2 separate regions of the Mus musculus genome follow, and region 1 is linked to region 2. A link is a contact called in public promoter capture Hi-C data. All regions are on one chromosome and are shown on one strand. The core of a region is the stretch at or near the end of the contact, and the rest is flanking DNA. Distances in the headings are between cores, read along the strand shown. Region 1 holds the start of Spint2 (serine protease inhibitor, Kunitz type 2). Region 2 holds the start of Zfp850 (zinc finger protein 850).

Region 1 (4,348 bases), core at 1,836-4,335, 1.3 Mb after region 2:
TGGGTGTTTGTTAGTCTCAGGGAGGATTAGAAATATGCACCCGGGCTAGAGAGATAGCTCAGCAGTTAAGAGCACTGACTGCTCTTCCAGAGGTCTTGAGTTCAAATCCCAGAAACCACATGGTGGTTCACAACCATCTGTGATGAGATCTGATGCCCTCTTCTGGTGTGCCTGAACATAGCTACAGTGTATAATAAATCTTTATATATATGCGTGTATAAATTTTGCCAGCAGTGGTGGCACAAGCCTTTAATCCCAGAACTTGGGAGACAAGAGGCAGGCAGATTTCTGAGTTGAAGGCCAGCCTGGTCTACAGAGTTCCAGGACAGCCAGGGCTATACTGAAAAAAATCCTGAGAGAGTGGGAGAGGACCATCATCTAGCTAGTCAAAACATCAAAATTTGTGTGTGTGTTTCACTCTCAGAGGGCTCTGGCAGGTAGCTGGAAGAGTGACCCACAGGGAGCCAAAGTGGTTTAAATAAACTCACCACTACATCCCTGCTTCTAGACCCCTCTCCCTTCAACTCCCCCAAACCTCAAGGCAAAAAGATGTCATCAAGAGTAGAAGGTTCACTGCCTGCCACCTGCCATCTGCTGACCCACATCTGCTCCTCTCCACAGTCTTTATCTAGGCTGGGTTTACTTGTGGGGAGTTCCATTCAGACAAAGGAGCCTTGTTCTCTGTCTACCCTCCAATGACCTTGTCTTCCACATCACCTCAGTCTAACATGAACATTTACATTTCTTCAGGACCCCAGTGTCCTCACCTAGGCTCAGGGTCCACTCTATCTAATTTTCTAAGTCTTTCCTTCCAGAACCTCAACTGTAACAATCTGCTGACCATACCTGCCACCTTCCCACTGCCCCTCAGCTACTGGTGAAGATAAGAATCTATGAGCGGCCTTTTATAATCACTCCTGTCCAAGTTCCTCCACTTCCTTTGGTAGCACTATACAGCTAGAATGTGCCAGAGACATGCCTTTGTTTGCTGAGAAAAACCAGACACCCATCCAACCCAAAAAAAAAAAAAAAAAACCCAAAACCTATCAAAACTGGTGCCTCTGACAAAGCTGTTGAAGCTTTCAAACAAAGAGCCCTTGATATAAGTGAGGGCAGCAGTTCACCAGCCTGAAGGCCGGCGTACTTCAAAAAGGTCGGTAAGTCTAGTCCGTTCAGAAGGACACGGCCTAGCCAATCACTTTGTGTGACCTTCCAAAGGCCTATGATGTCACCACCACATCAGGCCGGTTCTAGGCTCAGACAACGCAAGAGCTTAGAAAAGCCATATCCACAGCCACAGGCCAGGTAACTTATAGACACAAGGCAACCTGGAGTCTGGCTATACTACAATGGTCAACCTCTGCACTTCTGACTCTGGATCACCAGGGCTGAGCCTCTCCCACCGGCCTGTGGCATTCTCCATAACTCTTGTTGTTGCCCTAGTCTTAGACACAGGAATAGACCATTCCTCAGAAGCTACCACACTCCCTGCTTTCTCTTTCACCAAATAGGTTGCCCACTAAGGACTTGGGCCTCGTGGCTGTGTCCACTTCTCCCCTTCCTGACTTCTGTTCCAGCCTTGGGGTGGGGGTGGGGTCTTTTCCTTGATCACAATCAATTTTACTCTAGACCCTCACTACTCCCTCCCACTACCTGGGACACTGGTCCCAAGGTCTTAGTATGGCTGCCACCTACTCATTCAATTGTTAGGATAGGTGCCACCCTCCTTAGAGTACTTCCTGAGTTAAGTACCCTTCACCATCTTCTATCACTGTTCTTATCCCGCTGTCTTCTAGTCACCGCTAGTCATTTAATCTTTGGCGAGTACTCTGCACGTTAAGTGTTCGCTCCCACTGGAATCCAAGCTCTGCGAATTCAGGAACCTGTCTAGTCTTGAGTCAGCCACGACCACCATTCTTACAGACCCTCAGCGGGGACTCAATTAAGTTTGCTCAATCAATGAATTCTTTCAAAAGAGATCTTTTCAAAGCTGGCTAGTGGTTGTCTGAAGCAGTTAAAAGTTGTAACGACTCCTAAAGACGCAAACCCCAGCTGCTGGGTGCCAATACTACACTCGGAGAACAGACGTTCCTGCATTGGCAGGCACCTTGGCAAAGCTCCTCCCTTCTACCAACCGCTGCTTCTCTTCTTCCTCGGGAGATCATGGGGCTGTTGCCATATGTGATATCAACAGGTGTCCGAAGTGCGTTTTCCCTGTACCCAAAGCGGCCAACAGGTCTCCCGAACAAATTTCCACCTCTGAGGCTTGAATGCGCCCCCCACCCCCACCCCAAGTCCCCGTCCCCACCCCGGGCTTTCTTTGGCCAAGCAATTTCCGCTTCGTTGAGCTCCTCACCCACTTCCAGTGCCACGCCTTCCTGGGTCAATACACCTCATCTCCCTCCCTTCCTCCTTCCTTCTGGAAGGGACACTTTGCTAACCCTTACGCCCCCGCGCTCGCGAGGCTCCTACCCTTCCTAGCCCGCCACCTGCAGGTCTGGCTCCACCGCCCATCCTCCCCAACCCCAAGGAGCCTGCGATCACTCTGCGCACCGAGTACCCCCACTTTCGCTGCGGCCTCCTCTATCCCCTGCTCCCGGATCCCCCGCCTGGCCCTCACCGTGGACGTCTAGTTCTCGGCTGGCCACCTGGGCCCCGGAGAGGAGCAGCGAAGCTACCAAGGCGAGGAGCGCCCGGCCCCGCCGCAGCTCACAAAGCTGCGCCATGACCTGCTGCCAGCGCCGCGCGCCAGGCCTCGAGCCGCCGGCCGTTGGGGTGTGGGGGTGGGGTCTCGCGAGCAGGTGCGGGAAAGCCCACGGCCGCGCACGCGCACTGCAGGTCCGCGGGCTCAGGTGCGGCTTCGCCCCGGAGTAGGACTTCGAGGCGCCCGGGTCCCCGGAAGCCCTTTTTTCTGGCTTTTGGCGCGTGCGACGCCTTAGTTGCCTCCCAACACGGTCCCTGGACTCGCGCGGCAACACTCTGCGACTCTTCCCCAGACTGTGAAAGCCTCCACCCGTCCGAGGAGTACTACGGCGAATGGCGGACGCAGGGACACAAGAGAAGGTGGCACCCAGGCTGGGGGTGGGGCGCACCTGGCGGGGCGGGGCAGATGCGGCGCAAGCGCGGAGGGCCCCGCACCTGGCTCTGCGGCCTGCACCTGGCACCGCCCCCGGCTCCTGGGAGGAGGCGTGGTTGGCATTGACCCCGCCCCAGCCGGACCTTGCGGGAGGCGTGGGTCTGTTGGCCACGACGTCCTTGCGCCTTCGTGCTTGCGCTGTGACTATGGCGAGAGAAACTTTTCGGAAACCTGTGGCTGTCTGCCCGCTCTGCTTTAGCGTTCCTTTAGGTGTGAGAGATATATCCTGCCTAAATTCCTCGTTCTCTGTGCCATAAACAAATGTCCCGGATTGAGCAGTGGCCAGGCCAGCTTGGCCTGTGTGTCGTCAAACAGGATCAGCCCGTAGTAGTGATGCGGAAGCAGAGGGAAGAGTGATCAGGAATGTGATGGTGAAATCCTACAGTTGAGTGAGCAGGGGTTGGGACAGTGAAAATCAGGGCATGATCAGAGCCCAGTTTCCTATTCAGTGCGACTGCCAGTTAGGCAGGGCACTGTCTGGAAAGAGGTGACAAGTCCTTAAAACTGCAGGTTTCTCTGGACCCCGTACAGGAAGACAAATACAAATATATAGAGGTGTTAGGGTGACGATCAGAAGCTTGCAAAGGATGAACAGACCTGAAAGGGGGAGGGACACGGGGACTGGACTAGGTACAACACCCAAAGGAGACTTACAAACCACTACCACAGAACCAGGGTGGGCTTCTGGAAAGAAGCTCCATTTAAACTGGATGAATGGAGGAGGGCTGACAGAGGAAGTAGAAGGCCGTTAGCAGAAGAATTAATGATCTCGTTATCATTGAAAATACTGCTCTTGGGCTGGCAAAGTGGCTAAGTAAATACAACTGCCACCAAACCTGATGACCAGATTCGCACCTGCTCGCAAGGTCACCCCCCACCACCACCCCCCAACGGCTGGAGGCCTGGCGTGCCCGGGTGCTCCACGCCTTGTTAGCTTCGCTGCTTCTCTCCGGGGCCCAGGCGGCCAGGAGATTCCTGGTGCAAACACGGTGGAAGAAGAGAACTGGCTTCCTGAAGTTCTCTGACCTCCACACTGTAGCCATGGCACCTGCCAGACCACACGAACACAGACACACACACACAGACACACACACACACACAGACACACACACACACACACACACACACACAAATAAATGTGTTTAAGAAAAATAAAATAGGGCTGGAGAGATGGCTCAGCGGTTAAGAGCACTGACTGCTCTTCTGAAGGTC
Region 2 (4,284 bases), core at 1,630-4,129:
TCATAATAGTGCCATTCCCTGTGGGTTTTGGAGGCCAATTACATTCAAAATACCACACACAGCAAAGGAAACAATCAACAGAGTAGAGGAATAGACTAGACTATAAGAGAGAATAATTGCAAACTGTACATCCGACAAGGTGTTAACATCTAAACTGCACAGCAACTTTATAAGGAATGCAGACAAGTCAGTGGCAAGGAAACTTCCTATTCAAAAAAAGGAAAACCAGAAAAAGCTATTTCCCCAAATGGAACATCAATATGGCCTATTAATAGGACATGAGGGATGGAGAGATGGCTCAGTGGTTAAAAGCACTGACTGCTCTTCGAAGGTCCTGAGTTCAAATACCAGCAACCATGTGGTGGCTCACAACCATCTATAATGAGATCTGACAGCCTCTTCTGGTGCAACTTAAGACAGCTCCAGTGTACTTGATATAATAATAAATAAATCTTTAGGCCAGAGCGAGCAGAGATCCTGAATTCAAATTCCCAGCAACCACATGATAGCTCACAACCATCAGTTCAACTACAGTGTACTTATATACATAAAATACATAAGTAAATCTTTTTAAGAAAATAGGACATGAAAAATTAGCATCTCGGTGATAGCCACTGAAATCACAAGGAAAGGAACAAATGGCTGGGTATCACTCCACTGTGTCCATGAACCTCAATCCAGATGTGTCTGCTCATTTCTTGGTGGGGCTGCATATCACAGCTGCATAAATGATGCTGAATTGAAAGCAGGAGTGTAAATGTCTCCGGAGGGTACCGGTTTTATTTCTGTTGTGTGACTACTCTGTAGTGGGATTGCTGTATCACATACCAGTTCTAGTTGTAATTGAGAATCCGCCATATTGTTTTCTACAATGACAGCATTAATTTACACTCCCTCCACAATGCGTTCTTTCTCTACATGAATGAAAACTTTTTTTAAAAAAAATTATTTATTTTATATTTCTGAGTATTTTCCATCTGTATGCGCACCAGTAGATCCTATACCTCTGGTCTCTGAGCTGTGCTCATGTACACATAACCGCACACACATAATTTAAAATTGAAATAATTAATCTTGAGACAAAACACCCACAATCTTACTTGTGTAGAATCTGAAGCTGTTTTCTCATAGAACCAAGTAGGATGCTGGGTACTGGGGTTTGAGTGGCTGAGGCCGGATGTGCAGCATCATGGTTGACAGTGGGAGGCGTAGGTCCTTAAGTGAGTTCAGAAGATGTTGATTAAACATCACAAAATCTCACCTACATAACAAAAGTTCACCTGATATATCATGTAAAAACGGTGACAATTAATGGGTTTGAGTAGACGCTAGCATATTCTCTACAAAAGTGTGACCGATTTAGTCATCCCAAAGTATAGAAAAACTTCAAAATATTATGCTATGCACAATATGAACATTTTTATCTGAAAAGTTTTAAAAAAATATGTTCTGCATTAGCACATTCATTTTCCTGTCCTTGTTTTTAAAACAGCATCTCACTGTGTGGCCCAGCTAGCCTAGACCTTGCTATGTGGACCAAGCTGACCCTGAACTCACAGTGATCCTCCTGCTTCTGCCTCTGAGATTAAATGTATACCACGAAGCCTAGCTTTTCTTTTTAAGTCACTTTCTTAAACATCCACCAGCAATCGCATTGTTTCTCACACTCCCTTGTCCTGCTGAACACTGAGTGGAATGAACCCAAGATGGCCTCACAGAGAACAACTAAAGCACACCAGGCCCTTAGGATATGGCGGCACTGCACTAACAGGCTTCACCACAGGCATCCTACGGTTCCTGACAGGCCTGGAGAGCCTGAGGGGACAGAACCAAGATTCCAACCCGATACCACAGATCCACACTCCACGATCAATCATGGCATTGCTCATCTGGATCTGGCCAACGTTACCCATTACACACACACACACACACACACACACACACACACACACACACTCAGAAAATCACTAGCTTTCAAAGATGCCAAATTCAGTGCTATCACTTTCCCACTGCCATAATCCTCACAGTGAACACATCATCTATCCCCGACATTCCTGGCCTGCTTTGAAAACAAGGCCTGTAAGGATCAAAGGATCGCATCTGATATGCGATGCCATCCAAATAGAAATCGATTTATAAAATCAGAGTTTGAGAGACCTAACGATAACCTCTGGAGGTTTCTACCTAGAACATCTTAGGAAAAGGGTGATTGTAGAGAAGAAAAGGCGGGGTTCATTGAAATGATAAGGTGAAGTGGAAAGGGAAGGGACAACGTTATGGGCCCCAGAGGTGAAGGTATCAATTTTCACGTTCCTCCTTCATTTACTGATAATTCCACGAGATCTCAGACTATATCCGAGAGCATCCTCACCGAGCATTTTCCTTCACGTCCCTCAACACTCTCATGGCTACAGCTCTGAGAAACTTCGGGTATTCAACCCAGAGCAGCCCTCCTAAGCGACCCTCGGAGGCACTTCCGGCCTTAAAAGCACCTCCCAAGCTCGTGTGTACCTCAGGGAAAGCTTCCCTTCAGACTCCGCACCTGACTTCTCCTTAGTGATGCTTAGCCCTCTGCTCCAACCCCTGTGGCCTTGAAAGAAAATGATAAGCACAGTGACACAGATGAGCAGAGAGCTCAAGGTGTGTATACACAGAGAGACGCGCGCGAGCGCGCGCCCACCCACCCACACAAACACACGCTCACACACGCTCACACACGCCCGTACGCGTCAACATCTCCATTCACCCTACACCAGCGCCCACACCGATACCCAGCCCACCTTACTCTGTGGAGACCGAAGCCAACCAGCAATTTCTTTGGACCAGAAAGATCAGACCTTCCGTGTTGGTGGCACCGGGATGCCAAAGACCCTTGGCGGCGTCCGGAGCTATGTGGAGCCTTCAAGAAGCCCGGCGTTTCCGAAAGGTCCCAGCATGCAACTTAGCCCGGCCCATCCGGGAACTGGGCCCAGTGGCTTGTGGGAGTTCCCACGGTGGGGGGGCAGGGGGCTCCCCATGCTTCGAGGGGAGGCTGCCTCCTGGGATCAAAACGGAGTTTGGTGTTCTGTGTCTACCTGATTTTCCCTCCTGTGGCGTGGACGGACGAGCGGAAATTTTAAAATTTAGAATAGGAAGTAGATCAGATCGGGACGGACGCTTTGCCTGAGTCCCACTCAGTGGGATTCCACTACGCTGTGCTCTGCTAGGGACTATGGTAAATTTGAAAAGACCGAACTAAAGAATTGGTTGGTTTCTAAAGTTGGGTAGTTTATATTAACGATTTCAAAGAGCCAGATATTCTGGACCCTTCCAGGGTTCGGTGTCCCTGTTGACTAGATAGAAAAAATTGAGTGACGACTACATCTGTATGTATCACCAGAACTGTGTTCAATAGGCAGTCATTTACCTCCTGTTGGAGGATGAATGACTAGCACGCGTTAAGTGTCCTAAAAAACAAAAAACTAAAAAACAAACAAAACACAAACCCAAAACATAGGCCTCTTTTTTATAGGATAGACACATTTATTGTAACTTGACACTATGGAACTTTCGAAACCACTTTTGTTTTTTCTCATGTTATACAAAGAACTTTTTCCAAACATGATAGAAAGAAATTGTGAAAAGGCTAAACAATCCTAGTAATAAAACTAATTGCATTAAATGTACTGTAAATTATGTAAATGCTAAAGTATAGGTGCCACATTAATTTGCAGATAAGTGTTAACTACAGAAAATGTGTTAAATATTCTAGCCGATTCAAAGTGACCATCCTCACAATAGTATTAAAAAAAAAAAAGACTTAAGTCAACTTTAAAATGGAGGCAGTTCTGGGGGCAAAGAGCATCGCCAGTACTAACAGCAATAACAGAGACAGCAAGTCATCAAGTGAAAATATCCTTGGCTGGGCGTGGTAGCACATGCATGTGACCCCAGCAATGAGGAGACACAGCCAGTGAATGTCTATGAGATGAGGCCACCAAGGACTATTTAGTGAAGACCTGTCTAAAAAACTAAAATAAACAGTATGCGTGTAATACCACACCTTCAAAACATGAGGGGAAACGTCCAATAGAGAAATAAGGAGAAACAGCCAAATCCAGCATTGCATACAAAAGTTTTCAGTCTCAATAACTGATAGAAGGAATCCAGAAAAGCAACAGGGCATAGATGATTTAGACAGCATCATCAGCTATGAATGCAGACAGAATAAAAATCAAGACAATTAAACTTTAATGGAATCAGGGGGCCTTGAAGGGAGGGTGTTCTTGTATACACACTCCTGGC

What was found. Promoter capture Hi-C pulls out the DNA fragments that hold promoters and counts their contacts.
Region 1: a contact with region 2 is called in a promoter capture Hi-C map of liver, with 2.4 times the contacts expected there. The contact joins the promoter of Spint2 here to the promoter of Zfp850 in region 2.

What each region holds. Positions count from the first base shown.
Region 1 is chr7:29,278,892-29,283,239 of GRCm38.p6, forward strand. It overlaps Spint2 (serine protease inhibitor, Kunitz type 2), which reads right to left and starts at 3,086. Exons shown (of 7, transcript NM_011464.2): 1 at 2,621-3,086. The coding sequence starts at 2,726.
Region 2 is chr7:28,011,236-28,015,519 of GRCm38.p6, forward strand. Zfp850 (zinc finger protein 850) reads right to left here and starts at 2,880. Exons shown (of 6, transcript NM_001254951.1): 1 at 2,781-2,880; 2 at 1,101-1,215.